Regions from separate parts of the Mus musculus genome. Here all the other regions are linked to region 1. The links are chromatin contacts, called in public Micro-C and promoter capture Hi-C maps. All regions are on one chromosome and are shown on one strand. The core of a region is the stretch at or near the end of the contact, and the rest is flanking DNA. Distances in the headings are between cores, read along the strand shown.

Evidence for each region. Promoter capture Hi-C pulls out the DNA fragments that hold promoters and counts their contacts. A called contact is a pair of places that touch in the nucleus more often than the background predicts.
Region 2: a contact with region 1 is called in a promoter capture Hi-C map of pre-B cells, with 2.2 times the contacts expected there. The contact joins the promoter of Ikzf3 here to the promoter of Lasp1 in region 1. A contact is called at or near these places in 3 of 39 promoter capture datasets (the C10 cell line, erythroid cells and pre-B cells), 1 of 115 datasets of contacts at active chromatin or transcription factors (extraembryonic endoderm stem cells) and 1 of 9 other capture datasets (liver).
Region 3: a contact with region 1 is called in a Micro-C map of embryonic stem cells, with 2.0 times the contacts expected there. The contact joins the promoter of Neurod2 here to the promoter of Lasp1 in region 1. A contact is called at or near these places in 2 of 39 promoter capture datasets (pre-B cells and stem cell-derived epiblast-like cells), 1 of 484 Hi-C or Micro-C datasets (embryonic stem cells) and 1 of 115 datasets of contacts at active chromatin or transcription factors (pancreatic cancer cells).

What each region holds. Positions count from the first base shown.
Region 1 is chr11:97,798,011-97,801,255 of GRCm38.p6, forward strand. It overlaps Lasp1 (LIM and SH3 protein 1), which reads left to right and starts at 1,555. Exons shown (of 7, transcript NM_010688.5): 1 at 1,555-1,852. The coding sequence starts at 1,784. It overlaps n-TCgca51 (a tRNA gene), which reads right to left and starts at 967; the gene lies at 896-967.
Region 2 is chr11:98,544,360-98,547,604 of GRCm38.p6, forward strand. Ikzf3 (IKAROS family zinc finger 3) reads right to left here and starts at 1,672. Exons shown (of 8, transcript NM_011771.1): 1 at 1,385-1,672. The coding sequence starts at 1,391.
Region 3 is chr11:98,327,943-98,331,187 of GRCm38.p6, forward strand. It overlaps Neurod2 (neurogenic differentiation 2), which reads right to left and starts at 1,703. Exons shown (of 2, transcript NM_010895.3): 1 at 1,492-1,703; 2 at 1-399. The coding sequence starts at 394.

The DNA of each region.
Region 1 (3,245 bases), core at 305-2,804:
GGGCAGCATGCCTCTGTCTGTCTCTTTTTCCTTTTTTTGGGCAAAACCTAGCTGAGGGGCCGCCCTTGCTTCCCTGTTCACACTTAGAGATTTCTTCCAGACCAGATACCTTAAAGCAGCTAGATACCTGTCCCCTGTTGAGGATTTGAAACTTGATAGCGTTGTGGTAATAATATTCTGGTGATCCTCAAAGAGCGGTCCTTGCGTCCTTGAATGATTTACCTGACAAATCCGCCAAAGAGCTAACTGCCAAGGCCTTCCTCAGCATCTACACAATCGGAAACTGGGGACGTTTTAATGAGCCCCCCCCTCCCCCAGGTCACTCTAGAGCACGCACAAGTTGTGAAAACCACTGCATTCATTTATATTACTTGGCTTTGGGGTCTTGTTCTTTTGCAGTGAAGGGAGCTGACGAGTGCTCCTCCCGGTTTCACGGTCTCGGAGCGCTTTTACTCGGTCCACGTCACCAAGTCACAATGAAACGTGAGGATATAGAATAATAAGGATCATAGAATGAAACGAAAAAGGGAAAGGAAAGCTTAGGTTGGAGAAGGGCTATGTCCGCAAGTTTCCCTTTTTTGATTGACCCTTGACCCTCAACGGACACACACCGTCAACCTGGGGAGTGACCTTGGCTTCCGAACCCAAAGTGTGGAACAATCCAATTCAAATTCACAAGCATACCATGGGCAGAAATCTCCAGGACTCTGGCGCCAATCAAATAAAGTCGTGCAACTTCTGCTTGGTACGAGGCAAAACGAAGGCTTTTCTGCTCAGATTTAAAAGGAGGAGTGGCCTTTATCTTTTTACCTGTTTTAATGACCCAGGGTCGAATCAAGATCATACTTGTATTGAAACGTATTTTTATTGTCATTGAAGAGAGGAAAAGACTCTGAGGGGGCACCCGGATTTGAACCAGGGACCTCTTGATCTGCAGTCAAATGCTCTACCACTGAGCTATACCCCCGCACCGACGCGCAGCTTGAAGCAATCTCTTTTCAGTCTTAAGATGCTGTCGCAGCTGCTACACAGGTAGAATAGGGGCAAGAGAAAAGAATGGAAGAGCAAAGGCGGCCAAGCTGAAAGCAGAGGATGCCTGAATCCGAAGAATCCATGGGAAAGCTGCAGCGCAGAGGGGCGGGGAGGGTGAACGTACGGAGGTGCTGAGTCCAAAGGGAAAGGGACAGGTACCTATGTGGGAGAGGATGTGGGCGGGAAGGGAACTAGCTGGGGGGCGGGGCGGGGCAAGGGGTGGTTTCCCCGCAGGTTGATGCTGGGGACCCACGGGTTTAAGGAAAGTCCCCCAGTCTAGAGAATCTGTACTATCCCCACCATCGTCGGGTGCGTGGGGTTGCCCCCTCTCATGGGAAATCGGGCTCTGCCACACTCGCGTCTGTTTCTCCAGCGCGGGAAGGGCCATGGCCCGGGCCCGTCCTCGGTCGCGGAGCCCAGGGGCACGTGCACCCCGAGAGCTCAGGGGCTCCTGCACTCCCGTCCCGCAGTCCTCCCTGGAACCCGCCCCCACGCAGCCCCACGTCGCCCGGGGAGCGCGCCTGGTCGCGCGCGCCTCTTTCCGCGCCCGAGGCGCGTCCCCGCCCTAGCCAGTGCAGCCCCTCCTCCCCACTGTGTTTATTAGGGGAAGGAGGGCGGAGGCGGAGGCCAGTTCCCCAGTTCCAGTCGCCGTCGCCTGCACAGTTGCAGCCGCCGCCTCCCACCAGCTCGCCCAAGGAAAAGGGAACGCGCGCGAATACGGGCGTCCCCGCCCCAGTCTTTCCCCGGAACCATGAACCCTAACTGTGCCCGGTGCGGCAAGATCGTGTACCCCACGGAGAAGGTGAACTGTCTGGATAAGGTGAGCTCGGGTACCGGGCGCTGCGAGCTAGCCAGTGCTAGTGCAGCTCTCCATCAGGGGAGGAAAGAGGGGCCGGGTCTTTGCGGGCTCTTCCCTGCGCTCCCCAGAGCAGGTAAGGAAGGCGGGAGGCGACTTGGGGTGTGGGGACAGACCCCAGTCTGGAACCTGGGAGGTCCAAGGCGAGGTGGTGAGCAGCCACCGCTGGAGATGGGTGGCCTCTGTGCATCGAGGTTAGGAGGGCTGGAAGGAAGGGCGGAAGAGCACCAGGGAACCGGGTTCCCCGGGTGTGTGCAGGAGGTTAGAGGTGCAGTCCCGCCCCCCGGGCCGGGAGTGAGAGGGGAGACGGCCGCTCCCTTTCCCCGCGGCGGCCAGCGCCAAGTAGGCGGAAGCGCGGGGCGCTGGGGGGAGGGGGCGGCGGGGGCGGGGCGGAGGCTGGGGCCGGCGCTACCCGCCCGGCTTGGGCTGCCGGTAGCCTGGCTTCCTGGCTTGGAAGCTGCGTCGGGTCCTTCGTCCAGCGAGTGTCAATTGTGGTGAAAGGGATTTAGGGGCAGCGCCGGAATCTCACTGCGAGACCCCCTCTTTTTGAACGACCTGCTGGTCCCCTCCTTGCTTTTTTTGTGGTTGGGGAACCCGCAGACCTCCTTCATAGCTTCCCCAACCCCCAATTCAAATTGCAAGCCACTCCGGGTGATCGGCTGCCCAGTCGGAGCTGGGCGGGGTAGGGAGTGGGGAGGACGCTTCTTGGAGATCTGAAATTGTGCTCAGCCTGGAGACCAGCTTAGAGAACAAAGAGCTAACTTTTCAGAGCTGTTTTCTCCGATGGAGGGTGGGATTGGCCGAGTTCTGAGGAAGCAGACGAAAAGGAGTTTTTTAAGAGGAGGGGGGTAGCCTTCTGGAAATCAGCTGGCCCCTAGGGGCTCTTACGCATCCCCCGGCCCAGGCTGGACCCGATCATCTGTTTGCCATTACACTTTTGCAAGGGGGACTGAAGGGTAGATCTGGGTGTTTCCGGTACAGTTTGAGATGGGACCCTTCTGCCTTGTTCTGAACCCCATAAAGTCTAAGACAACCCGTTTCTTCTCTTGTGACCCCCTCTGCAGGGAAGCCTTTTGGCTCCTCATAGATACGTTGTACCTGGCTCTCCAAGCTGGATCTCATTCTCCACGTTTATGGCTGAACTGGACAGAAGCAGGCGCCTCAATGAGGCGATCTAGTTTTGTTGGAAAAGGATACTTTGTTTCTCCGGGCTAGGGTTAGTTCCTTCTTAGGAACCTTTGGACATCCCCCGCACACCCTCCCGGTCCCGGTCAGGAGGTAGGGACTTGTAGTTTTGAAACATTTGAACTTTTTCTTGAGGAAAGAGATGTGGGGCTTGGCTAGGTACCAGGATAGG
Region 2 (3,245 bases), core at 422-2,921, 750 kb after region 1:
ATTTGAAGTTATTTTTTAAACTTTGACACTAAAACATTAGAAGTATACAGGTTTTTTTTTTTTTTTTCACGAGAAAATGTTTGAAGCATCATTCAACAGCGGACATTTAAAAGCTTTGCATTACCACTTGCCATTTTACTGAGAGAAAAAAATATGTTTACATTAGTCAAAGCAGGAAGAAGAAGAAAAGAAGGAGAAGGAGGAGGAGGAGGAAGAGGAGGAGGAGGAGGAGGAGGAGGAGGAGGAGGAGGAGAAGGAGAAGGAGAAGAAGAAGAAGAAGAAGAAGAAGAAGAAGAAGAAGAAGAAGAAGAAGAAGAAGAAGAAGAAAAAGAAGAAGAAAAAGAAGAAGAAGAAGAAGCCACATTTACCAGCATACCATGCACAAGCTGAGAATTAAGGGCTGTGTTCCACTCAATTGCATTGTGAAACAAAGCTTTATCATATTTAACTGTGTTCCAAACTTGTTAATCATATTTCATAGCTTCACATACACTAGAACTAAATAAAGATGCCAAAAGATCAAGGTTCATGTGTTAAAAGAGATTCTTCAACCATCATGAAGAAAGTAACTGTGATATTCATAATATTTACAGACCAACACTTCAATTAGGTAAGCGTCAGTATCTCTCTCCTTTAAACGAATGCAGCGCTCAACTTCTGATTTTCTCAGGGCCACCTCTCCTCCCCCAAAGTTGAGCCACATCTTCCATCTTCAGAGTTTTAGAAACACTTGTTGAAAATGTGAAATTGCACTTATCTTAAGGAAGTTCATACTGCGAGGCTTCTGAGAAGCAAAGCTATAACTTCCGAAATGAATTCAAATGAAACCCTTAACGTGAGCCTTATTTTTGTTTCGGGTTTTTTCCCCCCTTTGGTTTTGTTTTTTGTTTTTTTTTTTAAGTTCATTTGATTTCCAAGCTAACTAACTACAATTGCTAATCATTTTCAAATATGCCCTTAGCCACTAAGACAGTATTCACAGAAAAGTCACATTACAGAAAAGTAGACTCAAGTAACTAAGATTAAACTAATTCCTATGGAGACTGAGACCGCGGAGCGTCCCCCCCACCCCCAACCCGGGGGAGGGGGAGATTATTCCGTCCCAGGTTTGGTGCCAAACTTAGGGACACCCAAGACTGTTTGTCCTTTGCAGATTTAAGGTGACCCATACATATGCCCCCGTCTCACAACCCCCAAGAAATAAAACTGAAGAGAACTTAGCACTTTCCCAAGTTGGGGGAGGGGGTGTCTGAGAACGGACACGCATTTAAATTAAAAGAAATAAATAGAAGCAAAACCGAGATTCAGAAGGAAGCCAGCCGAGCCTCTGAGCGCGCGCCGCTCCGGCTGCTCAAAGCCCCCAGCGCAGCGGCGCCGAGCTCACCTTCCATGTCGCCGCGGGCCGCGCGGGCTGCAGCTGTCGCTCAGGCTCCGCGGCCGCTCCACGTGCTGCTGCCGTGGGGACCCGCGCGGCTGGCGGGAGATTCCGGGCGCAGGGAGGCCCCGGGATCGCTCGGTCGCGTCGGCGCAGATGCAGGGCGGGAGCCGCCGGCAGCCGGGGCGCGAGGTTAGAGCGGCGCTGGCTGGCGGCCGCTTTAAAGCACGCTCCGAGTGCCGCGGGTTCCGCACCCACTTTTGAATGTCAAGCCTGAGGAACCCTGATCGCGTGGAAACAGTGCCTCAGCGACCGTCTCGGGACGTCTACTTGAGAAACACCGGGGATGAGGGCGCTGTCGCAAGGAGAGCCGAGCGGTGTGCGTAAGCCCAACTTCCAGATTTGCCTGACACGGAAGGACCTGGAACTTTTTATCTAGACTCAGGGATGACGGTCTTGAGAACTGTCAGTGAGAACTCACTTCATTGAGTTATTTATGGCGGTCTCCCCCCAACCCCCGTCGCCCTTTGGTTTTTCACTCCAGTTGGAGTGGCCCGCCACTATGATCCCAGCACTTGAGAGGCTGAGGCAGGAGGATTGCCATCAGTTGCAGGCCAGCCCCACATTACAGTATGAGCCATTTCTCAGAAAACAAACTTTAAAAAGTCTTTGGTTCAGATTTATAGATAGTTCAAAAGTGCGTTGGCATTTACGGCTCTCCAACTTTTTAACTTGAGGGAACAATTCTCTCATTTTGCTGTCCTTTCTGAGAACTGGTTGGTTTGCCAGCGCTGAAAAAAGAAAAAGAGAGAGAAAGAAAAAAAAAGACAGCAGTACATATGTGTGTTCATTTCCTACGAATCTTCTTTCCTCTAAATAGGACACTTTACAAAAACCCACGTATGGTGTGTCAGAAGAATACAGAGTGAAGCTATGTGGGGTAGAGGGACTAAGTCAAGGGAAGGTGTTGGTTCACAGAGGCGTGCCAATCAACATCCTTTCCCATCATCTACACTTTAGAGAGGAAAGCATTTGACAGGAGGGAGGGGGGAGAGGAACTGAAGGCAGAACAGTTTTTCAAAGCTCAGCGGTTCATCACGCTGAAGTCCTAAGAGATGGGGCTCAGAGGGGCATTTCTAACGATGCCAACAGGGTGGAAGGAATGGTCCCACTTTCATCATCTTGTTAGTTACACAAATATATTTGAAGCCAGGTATGGGGGTGCAACACCTTTGATCCCATCACTGGGAAGGCAAGAGGCAAGGAGATCCCCATGAGCTTGAAGCCTTCCTGATCTGCACATTGAGTTCCAGGACAGCCAGGGCTTTATAATAGAGAGACCCTGTCTTCAAAAAGACCGACAGATGTGTGCACGTGCGCGCGCACACACACACACACACACATTTGAGAGGAAAGGTTGAGAACTGTACATCAGCCATCTATCTGTATCTGAAGAAAATCATACTTCTGAGCTAAGCAAGCACACTGAAAACATGAACCCGAGCTCACATTAACTAGTGCCTTGGTATATAGGCAGTCTGTGAACTCTATATTCCATGTTTGTGTACATATGCATATATAACACGAGTGGCTCACATTGTCTCTGAGATCACAGAACCATAGCAGCATCTCCACTGACATGAGTTCTGCAGGACAATATGGAGCTCGGAGACATTCTAAGGTTTAATAAACACTAAGGTTTAATTTTAGTACTGAAAAGGGGAAATTTGTTGTTTGTTAGTTTCTAAAAGCAAAAATAGCAACGTCAAAAGTAGCAGAAGAGGAACTGTACACTTTCACAGGGATGAGAAGGATGAATAGTTAATTGGTTATTTAAAAGACAGAGAGAAACTTGGGGGTTTCTGTTACA
Region 3 (3,245 bases), core at 453-2,952, 530 kb after region 1:
GCTCCCGCGCGTTGGCCTTCTGTCGCCGCAGCTTGGAGCGCTCCAGACGCGCCTTGGTCATCTTGCGTTTCTTCGGCCCGCGCTTCTTGGGCCGCTCGCCTTCCGCCTCGTCCAGTCCTTCCTCCTCCTCCTCTTCCTCCTCCTCCTCGCCGCCCAGCTCTCCTTCCTCCTTGACCTCAGCCAACGTGGGTTCAGGGATCTCTTCTCCTCCACGAAGAGACACTGGCTTGGCGGCCCGGGCGGGTCCTGGAGCCCCCGACCCGGGAGCAGGAGGAGGCTGCGGCGGCGCGTCGCCCTTGTCGCTCCTCGGCTCGTCGTCGTCGCCGTCGCCCCAGCTGGCGAACTTGGGCACGTCCGAGAGGAGGCCGGGCTCGCTGAACAGGCGGGTCAGCATGGTGCCTGAGGGCGCCCCGGGGGCGGGGAGACAGACAGCACAGAGTGAGGGGCGCGCCGGGGTCACCACGACCCCCCAACCCGCCTCCACCCCCCAAGTCTCCGTGAGCGCCCCAGCTCAGGGGCCCCCGATGCCCACTACGTCCTGCTGCCCCGCCCAGAGCCGGCCCAGCCCTGCCCGGCTGCCAGTGGGGGACCGCGGCCCAGGCCCTTGCCCGAGATCCGGGCTCCTGCTCCGCCCCTGGCCCGGAAGGAAGCTGCTCTCGGCCGGTGTCGGGGTCCCAGAGAGCTTGACCAGGTGGGGGGTTAAGGGACCAGGTCCATCTTCCCGGGGAGGCGGTGCTCTCGCCCGAAAGCCAGCTCTCTCCCGGTGACGGAGAGAAGCTGGGCGGCCGCCGTGGGGACGCTGCCCCGGTTCCTCCTCTCCACGGTCCGGCCCCTCGGCCTGGCTCCCCAAGCCCTCCGGTGCCTCTCACCCCCAAGCTCCCTAATCCAATTTGCAAGTTGGCCGCGCGCCGCCCCCGGCCGGGCCCCCACCCCCGCAGCCCCAATTCTAGACACCGGAGCACCGTCTCCTCTCTAGCTGCTGCTTACGGGTCTCCCGGAGCGGGCTCCGGGTGCGGGGACTGAAGAAGCCGGGCGTGGGGAGGAGACCCAAAAGCGAACCCTGTTCGTCTCCCTTGCGGTCAGGGACCCTCTTCCCCTCTTCAAACTCCCTCCCTCCCACACGTCTCTACAGATCTCGTTGTATTTTGAGATCCTTGGGGAAAAATCCAAATTTATTTGTTTGCTTATCTTTTTTGGTGGTGGGAAAAGGTCACAGGTTCCTTCGGGACAGTCATGGGGGGGGTCCCATCTTCGCTTCTTCGAGTGCCTCATGACCCTTCCCCCTCAGCCCATCCTAGGCATACCATCTCCTTCCGCAGCCCCTTAAGCTGCGGCCCCAATGGGAGAGAGAACACGGGGCGCCCCCGCTGCCCATCCCGTAAGGGGGTAGGGTCCCAGGAATAGGAGAACTGGGGGGGACTTCCATGTCCGAAGCAGCGCCCCCCCACCACTAATAGCAGGTCAGATCTAGCTCCCTCTCGGACAACTTACCTCAGAGAGGAGTCAAGGGGAGAGGGGAGGGGAGGGGGGAGGGGGCAAGAGAGAGAGGGGGGAGAAGAGGAATCTTCTCGCTTATTTCATTGTTCCCCCATCTTCAGGGAGCGGGGGCAGCGGTTCCTCAAGGCGGCGGGCGCCGGCGTCTTCAGAGCGCCATGCGAGCCGCGGAGCGAGTGTGGCATCTCTACCAGGCGGGGTACCAGCCTCTATGCCAGGCCATATGGGCTTGGCACGTCACGGGCAGCAGCTATCACATGAGAGACGGTGATTGGCATGCGTCTGCATTGGGGGAGAGCCGGCTCCCCCGGGACCCGCCGCCATCTGTCACTCTCTACTCCAAAAAAAAAAAAAAAAATTAAATAAATAAAGGAAATAAATAAATATCTCTGCCGCCCTCCCCTCCCCGCCCAACGCAGGAAAAGCAGAGATTGAGAGGGAGGTGGGAGGATTTGCCCCCCTCAGATATAGAACCCCCCACATGGGAACAATGGGGTGGCAAGTCTGGGAATTGGCGGTTTGTGGTTGCCAGGCCAATTCAGGGCTCTCTCCAGGGTCTTGATCTGTCCATTTCCCTGTCTCCAGGTCCCTAAGGTGGGTCAGGACCAGACCCTGGGGTGTGGAGAAGGGACCTCGGTGCTTACTGCCGCTCCCCAAGAGAATCCCCTCCACCACAAAGGGACAGCTGAGGCTCCTTCCAGGGTGGGTGTGGGGGGCATCCCTGGCCCAAGCCCCATAGGTAGATGCTGGCACCATGCCATTCCTCATCCCTGTCTGCCCCTCCCCCACCCACCCTCACGCACACACAACATATGTGGCTGAACAAAATTCAAACCAAGGGAAAGACAGAGAAAGGGAAAGATTTGCCTCCCTGGGTGTCTGTGCCTCTGCATGGGCGTGTTGTGCGTGCGCACGCGAGTGCTCATGTGTGTGTGTGTGTGTGTGTGTGTGTGTGTGTCTGTGGGGACATGTGTGTCTATCTGTGTAGTCATCACACAGGAGATCTTTCCTTGGGTGTCAAGGGCAAATGTATGGTGGGGTGGGGTGGGGAGGGATTTGGAGATGAGCTATGTGTCCCTATCTGGGTTAAGGTGGGCACAGATCTGGATTCCTAACCCAGAAGCCCTCTTCCTCCTCTTCCTCCTCCTTCTTGAGTCACTGAGGCCTTACCACCCCTGATCCTTGCCAGGTAGGCCATCCACCAATGCCTCTCTTTTGGCCTTCTGATTTGGTTAGCTGAAGGAAAGGGTATGACTGGTTGCAGGCCGCTTAGAGTTTTTAGACAGGACCCAGCACTCTTCCTCTCTGCAGAAAATACAAAAGCCACAGAGGCTGACCCCATCAGTCACAGGAGAGGCCAGAGAGGAGAAGACCAGACAGGTGTCTTGCTGAGGGAGGTAGGAAATGGATGCTTTATTTTACAGTTCCCCTTGCAAGGTTCCTATCCTGCCAGACACAGATGCAAATGGTACAGGTTAAAGGGAGGAGCTTCCGACACACCCACCTTCCCACCAGTTCCTCACTCTGTGGTGGAGAAAATGGAAACACACCCCTGTTCAGAGTTAACCTGTGTGAGAGACAAGTACTTGCAGTCAGGGGTAGAGACCCTTGACCACACTGGACTCAGGCAGGTGCTGTCTTCAGGCCCAAATTTCTTGTCTCTCCCTTGACCTACCTGTGCACACCCAACAACCTTGGCTCACATATTCAGATGCCAGCCAGCCACATAGCAAGCACAGAACCACACAGAC